Linked DNA regions of Mus musculus: regions 1 and 3 are each linked to region 2. Evidence: chromatin contacts called from public promoter capture Hi-C data. All regions are on one chromosome and are shown on one strand. The core of a region is the stretch at or near the end of the contact, and the rest is flanking DNA. Distances in the headings are between cores, read along the strand shown.

Region 1 (2,700 bases), core at 174-2,673, 2.3 Mb before region 2:
CACTGCAGCTATGCAGTAGCGGTGAAAATAATTCTATGACTGGGGGTCACTACAACGTGAGGAGCTGTATTAAAGGGCCACTGCTTTAGGAAGGCTGAGAACTGCTCTAGACCATCGTGGCATGGAAGCTATGGTAGCAGAAGTATGAAGCTGCCTGATTATATCTCAGGGTGGGCTGGTAGGTCGATCAACAAATGGGAGGAAGGTGAACTCAGTCCTCTGCAGCCTTTCTCTTTCTTCTTTTTTTATTCTGTTCGTGACCTCGGCCCACGGGATAGTAAAATCCGCAGGCAAGGGGGTCTTCTCCCCTTGCTGAATTCTTTCTGGAAAGGACCTTGCAATTACATCCAGAAGTAAGCTTGACTAGTACCTCAGCATTTCTCAATCCAGTCAAATCCTCAGCAAAGCTTAATTATCACAAAGCAGGCATTCCTGACAAACTAAATAAGCTGAGCACACTGAGCCGAAATAGGACATGGCTGTGGCTGGGGTTCAGAAGGTGCTTGGGAATAATGACTGTGAGAGATAGGTAGGTTTGCCATGACCTGCAAAGAGCCAGGTAATAATGGTAAACTGGGAGTAATGACAGTAACAGGGATGGTAAGCGGGGACAGCCTGAGGGAGGGTGCAGGAGGGGGAATTTGTAGCATTTGTACCAAGAAGAGGTCTATTTCTCTGGAAGAAGGTCCGTGGGAGCATGATAAGCTCAGATTCTAAGGGAGGAGAGTGTGTTTTAGTTAGTAGATAGTGGGAGCCATGGAATGACGTTATAATCTTAGAGACGCTTAACACAAATGGAATAGCTGGCTTGTATGGCAACCAGGGAAGTATATTAGGCAAGGCATTAGGCGCATGTATTCCAGATCTTGGTGGTCATTCAAGCGGATTGCTGGGTAGGTGGCTGTAAGCTGAGATAAGAAGCTTAAGGGAATAGTTTAGGGAGACTTCATTTGAAAGTTTCCAATTTCAGAGTGAAGAAGAAAGATCTAGAGGAGAAATACATACAAGAAGAACAAACCTTGGAGACATACATTTTAAGATCCCCAAAAAGTGAGTCTTTAAGATATGTGACACGTTCAACCCTTAGAAATCTAACAGCTGTCTAGGGTGGAAGTCTGGAAGCATACTGAAGGAGTGGGGAGTGGCCAGCATCCACTTCACAGGTCTCCACCCTTGTTCTCTGTGCCCCGGCTGCAACTGCAACTCTCCAGATGCATCAGGGTCAGAGATGGCTGTCAACTGATTACCTCTGGCTAATTCAAACCTGGTAGTTAAGTCTGAAGTGTTTCCTCAGAGCACTCACCTGGCAGGAAGTAAAGTAACCAAAGCCAAAAGTCCATGGTTCCCTGGAGGCCCTGGAGTGAGGCTGACACACACCGATCACCTGGGAGCCTTCTACAACTGGGTGCTTGAAAGCTATGCTGGACCTCTTTGAGTGGCAAGGACTTAAAATGAGGAAATGATAATCTGTTTTGTTTGCTAGCTAGTCTTTGTCTAAAAAAGAAAACACCAGCGAACCATAGCGGAAATCAAGAATTGAGAAAACACGTACTGCATAAAAATGAGTGAGCAGGTCCAAGCTCTCAGCCTGAGCAGCTGCCAGGCCTTGCCCCCTCTTCTCAAAGGGACCTCCCAGGATTCATAGGTGCCGACTGACTTCTGAGCTAGAGGCATTTGTTGTTTCTCCATCCTCAGGACAACAAAGCTCATCACCAACTCATCTCTCCCAACAACAAAGCCTTTGTGGACCAAAGCTAGGCTTTGAAAGTCACCTGGGTTTTTTTTTTGTTTTGTTTTTGTTTGTTTTTTTGTTTTTGTTTGTTTGTTTGTTTTGGTATTTCAAGACAGGGTTTCTCTGTGTAGCCCTGGCTGTCTTGGAACTCACTCTGTAACTCCTCCCATGAGTACTTGTGAACACCTACTATTTATAGTGATATTAGCCATGGATTTTGTGCAGTCTACTGCTTTTGTCTGAACTACATTTATCTAGAAAACAGATGGAGGTGAGACACATAGCCTCTGGTACTCCAATATGCACACTATCATTCCTGAGGTCTTAGGCACAGCTTGCTCAGGGCCTCAGTTAATCTTTAGGCCTCATTCTCTTACAGTGGTATCTGAAAGGCGCTTCCCTCTGGCAGAGGCACAAGCCACTGTCTAATAAGCAGAAGACAATGCTAAGAGTCAGGTGTGACAAGTCACATAGCAAACTCTGCCCTTAGGGTTGGCAGTCTGGTCGAGCCATTTTTCAAGACACCCAGTGGCGAGGGTGAGTGAGGCTCACTGATGGAGAGTAGAGAAGCTGAGAATAAGGAAAACAGTTTCAGGCTTCAGACAAAATGGTTTGTCCAGGCTTGACTTTGTTCGCCTTGGGCAAGCTTCGCTGAGCCTGTGTTCTCATTGGTCACTTGGGTATGGTCACTGTCTTGTCTGGTGCACAGCAGAGATCACTGATGTAGAAATGCTATAAAAGCCCTTTACCATGGGCTATTTGGCTTTAATGGTCTTTCAGGTGTGCAAAGCTGTAACTTATCAGAGGATTCCCAGGTTTTCCTTGGGTCGGGGGTTTCATTCGCCAATGGTACCCCTAGTCTAGGCTTCCTAGTCACTTTTGTCCACACTATTTTAGGCTCATTGGTGGCTGGCTGCCTGCACACCACTCCTTCCTCACGCCTACACACCAGATTGGTCACATGCTCT
Region 2 (2,700 bases), core at 20-2,519:
CAAACAAACAAACAAACAAACAAAAAAGGAACGGGAGAAGTGGGGCGGGGATGGAGTTGAGGGCGCAGTCTGGGCCTGCCTATCCTTTGGTCCATTCCAGGAGGGGGTGGGGGCGGTATCTGGGTTGCATAGCAACCCAGGCTCCTGCTGCCGGATGTCTCACCACCCCCAGTGCCCCCGGCATTGGATCCCGCGGTCTCTGGCTGGAGGTCTGGTTGGTTCTGACCCCACCCTTTTCTCCCTCCCCGCCTAGCCCAGGCTCGGCGCCGGTCGGATCCCGCGCGAGCCTGGGAAGCAGTCTGGGCGCCCACTGCAACCTTAGCCTGTCTGAGATTCCCTAGCCATCCACGCCCCCAACCTGACCTAACTAGCTCTTCACTAAGACTTCCCATCTTAGTGTTCTGCGTGGGAGACGCGAGATAGGCATGAAGCGAAAGCTCTGGGCTCAGGCCAGGCTTTGCAGTCCCAGGCTGCTCCATTTGGTCTCTTGGAGCTCGTGGAGCGCCCACTGACTGCGCATGAATCGCGGCTAGCTTCCCAGCTGGGACTCTGTAATTATCTGTTAACTAGATGCATCCCCCTATGTGCTTATGAAATGAAAATGAACCAGTGTTTCTGTGCGGATTTCTTAGGATGTGATTACACAAAGTCCTCGCCGCTCAATTCTTTATAATAAAGCACATTTCAATCATTTTACATACACACACACCCAAATCTCTTCACGAAATTGTTGCCACTATTGTGACTTTCTTCCTGGGAGTATATCTGCTTCTGGATGGGTCCGCAAGTGCTTTCTGCCACACCTGACCCTAATGTCATTATATGAATATGTAGTAACACACACTTGCTTGGAAGAGTTTTGGTAGTAATCACTCCTGACAGCTCAGAGTATAGAACCCTGGCGGAGGTTCCAACATTGCCGCCTACTGGTTAGGCAGGCTCCAAGTCACACACCCCCATCCCCAGTCTTGTCTCAAGTTCTCCACCCGTAAACTCCAGGTCTAAAATTCTATCCACGTGGGTAAGGATGGATGCGCGACCCGCAGAAACACCCTGGCTGGCATCCTGCTTTCCCCAACTCTGAGAACATTATCCGGCCAGGCTCTGGACCCATACTGACTTAAAACACAACAGCAGTGGCTCTTGGACTTCTGTTTGCCCGCGCCCTGCGCCCCGCCCCCGCCAGTCTCCTCCCGCCCCGTCCGAGCTGCGCATGCGCCGCCCCGGGAGCGTGTTTTTATAAAAGTCCGGTTCGGGCCAGAAACTTCAATTTTGTTGCCTGGTGCAGCAGGTAGCAGTGAAACCTCTGAGGCGTTTGGTGCTCCGGTAACCACCACGGCTGTAGAGCGAGTGTTGCCATGGAACCGATCAGTGTGAGTGTAAGTCCACTTGCATCCTACTTTATAGTAAACGTGCAAACGTGTGAACTTAGAGCTCAGCCCCTTTAAGGAGCGGGTTGAAGCAACTAAAACCTTGAGGGGTGTCAGGGTCACAAGGAGGAGCGGGAACTAATTTTTTTTTATGTGTGTGAACATGGCTATAGGGGGAGGAAGATAGGAATATTTTTGCCAGTAAGTTGAGTGGGACGGGTTCAGATGGAGCTTTCCTAAGGTTGCTCTTGTTTCCCTCCCCCTTGAGTCCCGCGGCGCGCGCCGACTTGCACGCTGTTTGCAAACGTCCCAGTTTTTTGAAAAAGGGAGAAGGGCTTGCCCTCTGTCCCAAGACTCAGACCATCGTCTGGTCCTCCTGAAAACAGGAGTTTTCTTAGAGTTTCTTACATTGTGTGAATTTAGAGACTTTAGTCGGCACGCGTAGGCACTACATTCTGGGTGAGCTTCGAACCGGAGCGTCTTGGAGCGGTTCTTGGAGTTAGGAGTGCGGTTCTGAAATTCCATAGTGCAGACAGAGGAGCGCCCGTCTTCGGCGGGAAAAGTGAGCTAGTCTGCCGCGTCGCTTGCCTAGAGGGGGGGCACAAACTGCGGCAGCCGCGGAGAGAACGTCGCTTTGGGATGGAGCAGCAGCGCTTTGCGGGCATCCGACCCGCCACTTCCCCGCAGTGGCAAACGAACCTCCCGAGGTCGGGCTTGCCTTTAGGATCGTTCCTGAGAAAGGGTCATAAGTCTGTACCATGATGCTGCTGGCCATGACGGCGGTTGGGGACAGGAGGGCATGTTGGGACCGCACCTGGGTTGTGCCGGGTCGCCGGAGGGATGAACAGGTGCAAGCTCGGAGACTGTTTGACTGAGCCCCAGTGTTTAACCGTCGGTGGTTTCCTGAGCCTTTTGAAACCCCCTCGCTTAGGGAGGGTTTTGTTCTTTGGTGATTTTTTTTTTTTTTTCCGTTTCCTCCGGCGGCGCGCAATTCAAAGGCGCTCGCGCTGGAGCAGCCCAATCTGTCGCTCGCACCCGGAGGAACGATCCTGGCGCGCAGCCAGGAGGAACCCCTAGAACCGCTGTGTGTTGGTCGTAGACCTGGGTATGATGGGCAACGGTGCCAGCCCCTAGGTGGGTGACTCGGACATCGGGGTGCGCACGGTCTGGACCACTCCTGCTGCCTACCTCGGACTCCAGTAACTAACTGGGTCCGCTGCAGGATGGGAAGCGACCGGAAAGTGAGGAAGTGAAACTTGGGGGCGAAAACCACGGGGTACAGACCCCGTGACTTTCCCCACCCAGGACAGTGTGACTCTAACGTCCCAGA
Region 3 (2,700 bases), core at 6-2,505, 2.1 Mb before region 2:
ATCACATTAAATCAGTCTCTTACCTTTGTGACGTGGCTGTGCTTTCTTTACCTCTAATATCCTCCTCATTTTCCTCTCAGTAATTTCTGCTTATCAGTGAAGGTGCACCCCAAATCTTATAACTTGGTCAAACTTCACGGAGGAGCTCAATTTGTGAGGCCATTAGTGTTTATTACAGAGCATAAATTATGATGTCAAAAAAATTTTTTTTCCCTATGTTGATCCAACCCAAGGATTTTGGACATATCAGACAAGTGCTCTACCACCCAACAGCATTTCCAGCCTTTGGTTTCTGAGATAGGATCTTACTATGTAGCCCAGGTTAATCTTGAAATCATAATCCTCCTGCCTCAGCCTCCCAAGTGCTACAGTTACAAGATTATACACTACATCTGGTAAGAACTAATTTTTACTACTTAGAGTTACAATTATTTATTTATATGAGGGGCATTTGGGGCATGGCATGCTTGTGGTAGTCAGAGGACAACATATACGAATTGGTTCAATCTGGGGATAAAACTCAGGTCTTTAGGCTTCATGACATGCACATTTACCCACAGAGCCATCTCACTGGTCCAGAAGTGCTTTCCAAGAGCAATCCTTGGGGCACACAAATCTTTAAACTTATTATTAACAGACTAAGGGTCCATTTCAGGACTTGACTTTATCTGTATATTTATGTGATCGCAAACACATAAATTAGCCTCTTCATTACATTTTTCTGAATATTGACGAGTGTCAGACTGACTTCTGGAGATCCTTTGGTGCCTGGTAGTGGTAGTTGCTAATATCTGTGGAGCTCTGAGTATGTTCCAGTCAGGTCAGCACACAGCAGGAACTCAATAAACAACACACATACTGTGTCTATTGTAGCTCCTGGTGATGCCTGGAGACCAGTGAAGAGTAAGATCCTCAGATCCAACGTCCCTGAGTGGGTCTGCAGTCCTGGGAAGAGAATCATTTTAGTCAGAGTGGGTCTGAACTCCAACTCAAGGTTCCTAGGCTGGTTGGATTTTGTGATGCATAACTCTTATGATTATGAAAAGACAGAAAATTCTGGCATCAAATTCCAAGTCCCCTTCTAACTTAGGGGAAATGGTTGGCAGAGAAGAAAATAAATAATTCCAACACATGATGAAGAATGAGGGCTGGGAGAGAAGGAGATTAAATAAACACTGCTGCTCTAGTCTGTTAATCATTCACCGGGACAGAGGAGACTGTCTCCCTGTCCGTCATACTCAACTGCTTAACCAGAAACTTGTGTGGGTGGAATGCAAGGATCACTTGCGTGGGTAGACTTCAGAAGCTTTTTTGATGGAGCAAGTACTGGCCAGCTTTAGGATAATATGATCAACTCTCATCTTGGGAGAAACTAGTACAGTAGAGATCCAAGTACCACCACAGAGTCTTTCTCTGCTATTGCAGGTCAGTGGGCTACTGAGCACTTGGGTGGGGCATTGTGGGTAAAGCTGGTCATCAGGTTCTTTAGTGTGTGCTCCTCTGTGTTCTATTTATTATTTTTGAGATTACAATTTAATTACATTTTCCCATTCCTTTTCCTCTCTCCAAATCTTCCCATACAGCCCTTCTTGTTCTCTTTCAAATATAGTCTCCTTTTTTAAATTAATTGTTATCACATGCATCTATTCCTAAATACAACCTGTTCAGTCCATATAATGTTACTTTTATGTATGTTTTCAGGGCTGATAATTTGGCGCTAGGAAACCAATTGCTGTGGATCTTCCATGGGAAATACCACAGCTCTTACTACCAGCTTTCCTCAGTTGCCTATAGTTCTTTGTGTAGAATCAAAGCCTCGTGGGATTCCACTGTCTAGTTTTGTATGTTCATCAGTGTTCTTGTTTGGGTCATGTTTGGGAGGTCATGTTGGTGAGACTTTTCTGATACAGTTTCTGATGTTGCTAGGTGACACAATTTCACAGTAAATTCCTTGGACCCTTGGATCCTACAATCGTTCTGCCACCTCCTCTGTAGTTTCTTCTCAGGTGCAGGAGTGTTTCTTAGATGTAGACATCAGAACTGGGACCCATAACTCTGCATTTTGATTGGTTGTAGTTTTCTGCGGTGGCCTCTGTTACAAAGAGAAGTTGGGGTTTTTCTGTTGTTGTTTTTTGTTTTGTGTGTGTGTGTTTTCTGATGAGGGGTTCAAGACTATGTGAGTATGACGATAAATATTTATAGAATGTTGTTAGAGATTATGCTGGCTTAGTAAATTAGTAGTTGTAGATTCTCTAATAACTGGAACTTCACTAGCATTGAGTAGTTAGTTAGCTAGGTTTATAGCAACAGACATGGTTGAATGGGCCTTAAATACAATTAGAGAGTTTCTGGTTACTTTCAAACAATATGTCCCACTATTACACCCTTAGGGTTACTGTATCATGTTGGTCATTGATGCATTCATGGGCATCAGAGCTGGGTAGGACTATTGGTTGCCTTTCCCCTTTTTTTGGAAGCTTGCACAATGTCTTCTAGTAACATTTAAGTCCCCAGAGAGGGGACATTCAGATCAGTTCCATTTCAGGGATCTCTTGACCTTGTTTCTGAAGTGTATGGTGTCTTCAGCAATAGAGACTTACCTTTCACTGTTAGGGCATAACAAAGGGCAATAGCAAGAGGCTGTATGTCTTGGGAGTCTCTTGGACAGCCCAAGATAAAAACTCAAAAAAGGGATTCTTA

What was found. Promoter capture Hi-C pulls out the DNA fragments that hold promoters and counts their contacts.
Region 1: a contact with region 2 is called in a promoter capture Hi-C map of hippocampal neurons, with 6 times the contacts expected there. The contact joins the promoter of Fcmr here to the promoter of Cxcr4 in region 2. A contact is called at or near these places in 1 of 39 promoter capture datasets (hippocampal neurons), 1 of 484 Hi-C or Micro-C datasets (B cells) and 1 of 115 datasets of contacts at active chromatin or transcription factors (large pre-B cells).
Region 3: a promoter capture Hi-C map of liver shows a contact between it and region 2, with 5 times the contacts expected there. The contact joins the promoter of C4bp here to the promoter of Cxcr4 in region 2. A contact is called at or near these places in 5 of 39 promoter capture datasets (the 3T3-L1 cell line, hippocampal neurons, liver and 1 more) and 1 of 115 datasets of contacts at active chromatin or transcription factors (large pre-B cells).

The regions. Positions count from the first base shown.
Region 1 is chr1:130,864,500-130,867,199 of GRCm38.p6, reverse strand. Fcmr (Fc fragment of IgM receptor) reads right to left here and starts at 1,423. Exons shown (of 8, transcript NM_026976.3): 1 at 1,304-1,423. The coding sequence starts at 1,340.
Region 2 is chr1:128,590,868-128,593,567 of GRCm38.p6, reverse strand. It overlaps Cxcr4 (chemokine (C-X-C motif) receptor 4), which reads left to right and starts at 1,269. Exons shown (of 2, transcript NM_009911.3): 1 at 1,269-1,379. The coding sequence starts at 1,359.
Region 3 is chr1:130,660,173-130,662,872 of GRCm38.p6, reverse strand. C4bp (complement component 4 binding protein) reads left to right here and starts at 1,255. Exons shown (of 10, transcript NM_007576.3): 1 at 1,255-1,425.